Linked DNA regions of Mus musculus: region 1 is linked to region 2. A link is a contact called in public Hi-C data. All regions are on one chromosome and are shown on one strand. The core of a region is the stretch at or near the end of the contact, and the rest is flanking DNA. Distances in the headings are between cores, read along the strand shown. Region 1 has its middle 12 kb from the start of Baiap2l1. Region 2 overlaps Baiap2l1 (BAI1-associated protein 2-like 1).

What was found. A called contact is a pair of places that touch in the nucleus more often than the background predicts.
Region 1: a contact with region 2 is called in a Hi-C map of pancreatic cancer cells, with 2.6 times the contacts expected there. The contact joins two enhancer-like sites. A contact is called at or near these places in 5 of 39 promoter capture datasets (the 3T3-L1 cell line, 3T3-L1-derived adipocytes, HPC-7-derived erythroid cells and 2 more), 23 of 484 Hi-C or Micro-C datasets (the G1E-ER4 cell line, the HL-1 cell line, cortical neurons and 8 more), 2 of 115 datasets of contacts at active chromatin or transcription factors (fibro-adipogenic progenitors and pancreatic cancer cells) and 2 of 9 other capture datasets (adipose tissue and pancreatic islet).

What each region holds. Positions count from the first base shown.
Region 1 is chr5:144,368,479-144,372,729 of GRCm38.p6, forward strand. No RefSeq gene overlaps it. Among named protein-coding and RNA genes, the nearest start is that of Baiap2l1, 12 kb to the left of the region's middle. Within about 2 kb of position 2,638, at least 70 of the 459 cell types and tissues checked have an H3K27ac peak or open chromatin away from gene starts, as enhancers often do. A contact at or near this core is called in the HL-1 cell line, liver and pancreatic cancer cells, where this site is marked.
Region 2 is chr5:144,286,115-144,290,815 of GRCm38.p6, forward strand. Baiap2l1 (BAI1-associated protein 2-like 1) reads right to left here. Exons shown (of 14, transcript NM_025833.3): 4 at 136-197; 5 at 1-32. Among named protein-coding and RNA genes, the nearest start is that of Gm15708, 11 kb to the left of the region's middle. Within about 2 kb of position 2,652, at least 64 of the 459 cell types and tissues checked have an H3K27ac peak or open chromatin away from gene starts, as enhancers often do. A contact at or near this core is called in the HL-1 cell line, liver and pancreatic cancer cells, where this site is marked.

The DNA of each region.
Region 1 (4,251 bases), core at 1,388-3,887, 82 kb after region 2:
CTTCGGAAGAGCAGTCGGGTGCTCTTACCCACTGAGTCATCTCTCCAGCCCCGCTCATTTATACTTTAAACAATCTTCATCCAAATAACTTATAATCCCTAACATGGCATGAATAATTAGTAAAAGTGTATCATACTATATTGTCTAGTATGCCATGATCACCTGGGAGATGGGCCTCTGAGTATGGGAAAGAAGATTATCTTGATTGTGTTCATTGAACCTTGCCCACCGTGGGCAGCACCATTTCCTGGCCGGAATCCTAGACCATATAAATGGAGAAAGGAAACTGAGCAGTTTGCATCCATCTGTCTGCTTTCCGATTGTGGCTATGACGTGACCAGCTGCCTCATGCTCCTGTGGCCTTTCCCACCATGATGGACTACACCTCTGGACTGTGAGTCAGAACAAGCCCTTTCTTCGTCAAGTTGCTTTTGCCAGAGTAAGCTTATCACAGCCCTAGAAAAAGAAACTGAGCTCTCTAGGGAATGACGAAAAAACTGTCTGTGCGTATTCTGGACAGATGTAGTACAAACCAAGTGTTTTCAATTCATGCTTGGCTGACTCCAAGAGTATGGAAGGATTCCAACGGTCCACTGTATTGCTCCTAAACTTTGGAAAGAGTTTGTGATTGGCTTGGAATCAACACAGATAAACATCACGAATACTCAAAAAAAAATCCATATATTAGTTACTTGTTCTTTTTCCCATTGATGTAACAAATTAGTGTCTGACAAAGGCAAGGGAAGGAGAAGATGTTCACGGTTTGCCTCTCTGTTACTATGATAAAAACATTGACCAAAAATGACTTGATGGAAGAAAGTGTTTATTTGGTTTACATCTCCAGGTCACAGTGCATCATCAGGGCAGGAACAACAGGAGCCCAGAGGCAGAAACTGAAAGAGACCTCGGAGGACCACTGCTTAGTGGCTGGCTCCCCCTTAGCTTGTTCAGTTTCCCTTCTTAAACAGCCTAGGTATGGTACCACCCACAGTGGGCTGGCTCCTCCTTCATCCACCAGCAACCAAGACAGTGCCCCACAGACATGACCATAAGCCAACCTGACGGAGGCAGCTCCTCACTTGTGGGTCCCCTTTCCCAAGTGACTCTGGGTCATGCCAAGGTAAAGCTTAAGCTAACCATGACGGAGGGCACATGTTGATACAGTCCATCATAGGAGGGAATGTAAACTGCCGGAACTTTGAGGCAGCTGATAACTTTGCATCAACAGTCAGAAAGTAGGGAATGTGTGTGTGTGTTATACATGTGCACTTGTGCATGTACATGTGATGTGTGTATGTACATGTGTGAGCAGAGGTTAACATCAAGATTTCTTCCTTAATCTCTTTCCTCCTTTTTTTTTTTTTTTTTTTTTTGAGTCTCTGAACTTGGAAACAATCTCTGGGATTCTCCTGCCTTCAGCCTGCAGTGCTGTGGTTACTAATGAATACTGCCATGTGCAGATTAGTTTCTTTAAGACTTATCCTATGTATGTAACAATTTTGCCTGCACGTATGTATGTGTACCTTGTGTGTGCCTGGTGCCCTCAGAGGCCAGAAGAATCCATCTGATCCCCTGGAGCTGGAGTTACAGGTAGTTGTGAGCTGTCATGTAGATGCTGGAAACCACACCTGGGTCCTCTGCAAGAGTCACAAGTGCTCTTAACCATTGAGTCATCCTGCCCCCATGCCTGGCTTTTGTGTTGGTGCTAGGGATCCAAACGCAGGCCTTCCGAAGAACAGTCAGTGCGCTTAACCACTGAGCCATCTCTCTAGCCCTGGAATACTATCTTTTTAGTATGACATGGCAGTTGTCCCCTGAGCTTACAGCAACACTGGTAGCCTATCAACAGAAGAGGCCTATCACCTGAGGGAACTGGGCGGGAGCACAGCCTCCCTGGGGAGCTAGTCCAGTTGTTGGGGGAGGGGGAGTCATATTCCACAGTGGGATAGCCTCGGGTAAGCCGCCCATGTTCAAATAAATAACCCTACCCAAGCTCATGCAGGCAACTCTAGCTAAATGCAGTGGGTCACCAAAAAAAAAAAAAAAAAGTAGGGAGGATGACTTTTTGGGGAGAAAGAAGAGTTAAGGAGGAAGGAGAGGGTCTAAGGGGAAATAATAATTGTATATTATATATACATAAATATCTATGCATGGAATTGTGAAAGAATAAATATATTTTTAAAAAGAAAAAAAAAACAAAACAAAACCTGTTCCCCTAATCCAGAGTGTGGATTTGTCCCACACTCTGCTCCCCTAATCCAGCTGCTAGGATTTGTCCCATTTGTGACTTGCATGTGTGCGCTGTGCGCTCTTTCTCTCTTACCCTCTCTCTCTCTCTCTCTCTCTCTCTCTCTCTCTCTCCCTCCCTCCCTCCCTCCCTCTCTCTCTCTCTCTCTCTCTCTTTCTCTCTCTCTCTTGTGCGTGCGCGCACACACACACACACACACTCCCATGGATGCACCCCCATCAACAACATCACTGCTGCTGTCCTAGTGGAACAAGCTACGAGCACGTGTCCAGAGGTCTTTACTCAGGAAAAAACAGCCTGGCAAATGCAGTTCTCCCTGTCAATGACCCTGTGACCCCAGGGCCTGTCACAGCACATCCCAGCCTCCTAGCACTGCGAATGGGGGTGGGCAGTACTTCAAACGACCCTGCGACCCTGCGGGGGTAGTGAAAGGTCATGCTTGCCTTCAGGGCAGGTCTCTTGATACAGCTGTTTAGGCTCCAGGCTAACTCGTGACTTGATGCCAGGGTTTACCCCTGGAGTGTGCAAGATGAGTCAAGTAGGCTGTCCTTACCCTACTGCAGGGCTACTGGCTAGGAAGAGGTCCTGGGAAGTCACAGCTCCAGCAGCTGTCCCTGTCTGTTCCCTCTGAGCTTATCTTTGATCTCCACTTTTAACTGAGATTGCAATTCAAGGGGAGAGCTCCTGAATGCTCCCTTACCATCTGCCCCCGGCCCCCCACTCCGCCCCACCCCGCCTCTAAGCTCCTATCCTGGAAAATGTAGTCTGGTTGTATTTCTATCTCTGCAGGTTCAGCAGCATCCACATATTTGTTTTTGAAACAGAATTTTCTTTTCTTTTCTCTTCCCCTTCCTTCCTTCCTTCCTTCCTTCCTTCCTTCCTTCCTTCCTTCCTTCCTTCCTCCCTCCCTCCCTCCCTCCCTCCCTCCCTCCCTCCCTCCCTCCTTTCTTCTTCTTCTTCTTCTTCTTCTTCTTCTTCTTCTTCTTCTTCTTCTTCTTCTTCTTCTTCTTCTTCTTCTTCTTCTTCTTCTTCTTCTTCTTCTGCCTTTTGTTGTTTTTGAAATGATTACACCTGGCCTGATTTGCTACATCAACTCAAAACACTTCCCTATGTTGAATTGATTTTGCCACCTAATATTCCAGTATTGGCTGCTATTGAACCCCCAGCCTGGCATATTTTATGAAATCACTCTACCACTGAGCCACACCCCTATCCCCTTCCCTTTTTCTTCTTTCAGATTAGAACCAGAATTTTCCTGTAGCTCAAGTTGCCCTTTGAGCTGACTCCATAGCCCAGGCTTGTGTGGATTATCCCCCAGCCTCAGCTTCTGGAGTAGCTGGAATTACAGCTTTGAGCCATGACACCCAACACTCCTTATTTTTCAAAATTTAGTGAGATACTATAAGCCTTGCCCATGTGGAGTTGTTGGGGATGATGTTGTGTGAGATTGGGAGTCACTAAAAATCCCTTTATTGGTATTTCTTGGAACCAGCAACCTAGTCTCTTCTGTCAGGTTCACTCCTACTTCATTCTCCAAGGCCTGGGTCACCCTGGGGTCACCTTGTTGCCAGTTTGGGCAGGTCAGCACGTTACTCACTCTGACCAGTCAGCTGCTCACCCTTGAGTCACATTGATCAGAGAGTCTGGGACACATATGACATCATTAGCAAACATAGCCACTCACAGATTTGGGTACAGTTGTGTTTGCTTTAGAGATAAATGTCTCTGGCTAGGCCTCTAGGTGGAGGGTGAAGGACACTGGGCCTGTGAGTGTTAGTTAACTTTGTGTGCTGATGTGTCAGCAAAGGGACCAAGGAAAGAGAGGGTGAGAAAAGTCTTTCGGACCAACCTGCTGTTCTGCTACAGTAATCAGGAGTGAGAAGAAGGTGTGTCCTTGGCTACAGCAGGAACCAGACTTCCAGCAGTGCTTCCTCCTGTTAGCTGACTTGCTGTTCTGAGCATGCGTTCTATCTCCCCTGGTTGACAGTGTGTGTGTGTGTGTG
Region 2 (4,701 bases), core at 1,402-3,901:
TCATGGATAATATCCTTATGGAATTTTTTGAACTGTTGACAAAATGAAAAAAAATCTTTAAAAATCATATCTTATTTGAGTTGTAGGCAATATTTTTAAAAATACATTTTTAAAATATAACAAATGCCCACTTACATTTTCATCAAGAGTCTCATTGAGTTTCTTGTGGGTGCTGGAAATCTCTATGAGGACATGGCCTGTGAATAAAACCGTAAGGGGAAGCCATCGTGAGGGTTTGCAAAGGCATAAATAGAAATGAAACAGTGGAAGCAGACGGTACAAGGCTGTCCTCAGGGGCTTCACATATTAAACACCAAGGCGAGTAGAGAGGAATGGATCCCAGGGACGGCGCAGAGGGATGCCTGCGAACTGACTTCCTCCATGGTAATGGCGCCTACTCTGCTCTGGGATTCACCGTGCTCTTTCTAGTTTACTCACTCCCTCAGCCAGATCCTGTTTATCTGATTTAACTTTTCAAGACAGATTTTCGTTATTTATGTGCTTGTGTGAATGTGGGCCACATTTATGTGCCCGTGAAGGTCAGAGGAGGGTGTCAGATCTGGAGTTACAGGTGGTCATGAGCCACCTGATGGTCGCATGCTCTCTGCAAGGACAGTGTTCGTATTCACTTTCACACACTGAGCCATTTCTCCAGCCTGGTGACTTAAATGTGAAATTATCTTACAAAAGATTAACTCAGTCATCACAGTAACTAATTATAGGAACAGAAGATTTATTTTTATCGAATCCCCAGGGTAATCTGATTATCTGATAACCACAAGAGAAAATCATCTTCTTTCTCTCATTTTACTTCCTGTATTTGTTTCGGAAAATACCAGCACCAGGGGAGACTGCAGCAGAGACAGTGTTCTGCCTCGGATCTCCTGGGATGATATGGAGTCTCTGGAACAGAGACTACTCAGGGCAAAGGAGCCACCCCCCACCCCCACCCCCGCAGCAGGCAACATGGTGACCACCTGGTTTGCAAGGCAGCTCTCGTACAGGTGGGGTCTGGGCTTAAGCTTTGCCACTTTCCTCTGAAAGAGGAGGAGAAGAATTTCTCTGCCACTGCACCTGCCTCAGAAACCACACAGGTCTTATGAATATAAGTAGGAAACTAGGAACTCATTTGGGATGGCTGCCACTGCCCTATGAAACCACAACAGAATGTACTGGTGGACTGCTTGATAGCCAGTAGCTAGACCTAAAGGAATTTTTATGGCAAGCTGGACAGCTGTGGATGAGAAAGGATGAGACAGGGAGCCCCTGGAAGAGTAAGAGAAAAGGGAAAATGAGCACAGAGCCCATGGCTTCAGCTGTCACCAGTGCACAAGTGCCTCAACCACACTTAAGAGCATTTTTGGACATCTGCTTCTCAGACTTGCCAGCCCAGCCCTGCTCCTCCCTCATCTTCCATCTCAGAAATGCAGTGTGCTCCCAGACTGTTCCCAGTGTTCTATGTGTAAGAGTGAGCTCACCGGCACCATGCCTCCTCCTAACCCCTCCTAACCCCAGCCAGCCCGTCATGGTGGGAAACCTCTCACCTATGTGTCATGCCCATGACAAAGTCATTTACTGTGCACTGGTGCCACTTGGGAAGAACACAAACCTTACTAACCCATATCTGTGCCTGTCCTACCCTGAGAAGATGACAGACACGCTGGACAAACTGAAGTCATAGACATGTGCTTTCCAAGTCCACTCAACAAAAGTGGAAGATGGCCCCCACACAGATCCAGCTGGCTAGGTCTCTTAGGAGTCTCCTCCACTCCATCCCTGTCCAGTGCATTCCTCATTCCTCTGGAGTAGGTTCTCTCTTGGGTCAACTTTACATGGTGCCAGAGGTCTTTCTAAAAGCAAAGAACAGGCAACCTCCCTGTTCTCTCCAGTGTCCCAGATAAAACAACCTGTGATCGATAAGGGGAAGGCCTCCATAGACAAGTGCTGTGTAACCCTGGGTATGATGGGCACAGAGAACTGCTTGTACATAACCTGGAGAAGTCACAGGCCACCAGGATCCAAGAACACACACTGTCCCATAAGCTAATGTGCCGGATAAAGGAGAGCTATGGCAGAAAGGAGTCAGGGTTTTTAACCAATCAGGTTCATTAGCTCCCCACCCCAATGATGCCAGCTAAAATTTCCAAAAGTCAATATAAAAAGACAAGCTAGACGCTCACAAGAGACGTCTGCAGCCTGGCCAAGAATATAACTACATTACTATGTCACTTCAGATATGGAAACATTCAGACTTACTTTAAATCTATTTTGAACCATAAAAAAAATCCCTTGTTGGAGATTAAAAAAAAAAACAAAAACAAAATACACTTCAATTATTTGAAAACTAAGCACTCAGTTCTTGGCAAGTCACATCTTCTTAGAAAAGAAAATGTACAACTGTTTTGGCTGAAACCATCAGGATTCTGTTGGGAAGCACAGTGGCCACGTTTCTTCCTAACGTGACCCTTCTTGAACTGGGTTTCCGCAGCCTCACTCCAGTGCAGACCTCAGAGCACGGCCCTGAGAGCCGAGCACAGCTCTACTCAGGACTCGGCCTTGCCAGCCCAGCTCACTTCCCACGGGTTCCCGCTGTCCATACTCCTGTGCGGTTTCTGCCACCTCAGACAGATCAATGAAATGGGCCATTCACAGAGGCAGGATGGGGAACCCTGACCTGGTTAGTCTTGGCCACCACGGTCTGTGGAATTCCAAAGTTGACCTCCCAAGTCCTTGGTTTTAGAAAACTGACCGAGACACACCTTGGTTGTGATTGTGTAACCTGCAGAAGAGTACCTTGAAACAGACACAAAATTGCTTTAGGTTAAGTCCATAGACGTCTACTCTCGGTTTGGGCAAGTGTTACTTCAGGAATGAAAGCATCCTGCTCTGTGCTGTTGTATGCCCCATGCTCTAACCAATGTTTTCATGAATTATACTTGAGAAGGAGAAAGGACAGAGAACCCTGAGGAGGAGCTGAGAAAGCCCAACCCAGACTCAGACAGAGCAGAGTGCATGCCCCAACAGGAAGCCATGCTGCAGGCTGCACCAACCCTCTCCTTTCTCCTTTCAGGTTGGGAGCCAACATCTCAGGAGGAAATTCACATCATTATAGCCATGTGACTCAATCTGAATAAATTGGATTCTTAATGGGGGCAATAATAGGGAATTTATTGTTAAAATTAAAAATTCTCGCAGTGCTGTAGATGGAACTTGCCATGTGGACAAGTTCTGTACTGAGCCACAGTGCTGGCTAAATCAAAGGGATTTAGGTAAAACATGGACACAACAAAACATTTCAAATTCCTGAGTTCAACTGAGACAGTGCTCACAGCAACTGTTGCAAACAGCAGTATTACTCTAGGTTTTAGGAATATAATTTAAACAATACTTTGTAATGGCTATGCATGTGGCTGGTAGGCAAAGTGACCTTAAAATGTTAAATAATAAGACTTAAAGAAAATAGCTGGTCAGGCTGGAGAGATGGCTCAGTGGTTAAGAGCACCGACTGCTCTTCCGAAGGTTCTGAGTTCAAATCCCAGCAACCACATGGTGGCTCACAACCATCTGTAATGAGATCTGACGCCCTCTTCTGGTATGTCTGAAGACAGCTACAGTGTACTTACATATAATAATAAATAAATCTTTGGGTCGGAGCGAGCGGTTAGGCAAGGGCTCATCAGCTGAGCTACATTCTCAGTTCACACTAGAGTTTCTCTACCTGGTCTTTGACACAGGCTCTTGTAATATAGGCCGTCTTCAAACTTACAATCCTCCTCTGTCTACCTCCTAAGTGCTGGGATTGCAAGCATGCACCACCACACCCAGCTGGTCTATTAATACACTTCAGTGAGATAAGGCTTTACCAATTCACTGTAAGAATGTGGAGGAGCCAGATGGAGCCTGCCAAGGATAGAGGCAGCAAAGAACACATGCTGAATTCAGGCAGACATTTAAAAGAGAGAGAGAGAGAGAGAGAGAGAGAGAGAGAGAGAGAGAGAGAGAGAGAAAGAAAGAAAACCAAGCCCAGTTCTTTCCATTTATATCTGGTCACAGATAATTACAACACATTTGTTATTTCCAGAGAGTGCAGGGTAATGGCTGAGTCACATGCTACTTCCTACATGCTACTACAAGTGGGATCAGATAATAAAATGACGCTGTAGAAGCCAACCTACTACTGGCCTGGAGTCATACTGTGTGGACTGAAGTGAAAATGACCAAAAATGTCACTGGGAAAATGTATAGTTTTTCTGAGTGGGTTTTTTTTTTGCTTGTTTTTAGTTTGTTTGTTTGCTTGCTTGCTCATTTAAGACAGGGTTTCTCTGTGTATCCCTGGCTGTCCCAGAATTCGATCTGTAGATCAGGCTCGTTCAGACTCAGATATCCACCTGCCTCTGCCTCACGAGTGCTGGGAATAAAGGTGTGTGTGTGCCGCCTGTGCTCGGCGGCTTTCCTGACAGTTTTACAGGTAGCAAATGTGATGAGGAGAAACTACAATGGGGTCTAAGAAGGGAAAGGCTGGCTGCCAAGCCTGGCGACTGAATTCAATCCCGGGATCCAGTTGGAGGAAGGGGAGAAGCAACTCCTACAGCTTTTCTTTGACTTTCACATGCAAAATAAATAAAGTGCAATAAAAAATTAATCAGAACAGTGAAGGCAGAAAGCAAAGCCCACAGATGTGCTGCTGAACTGACAGGTGTG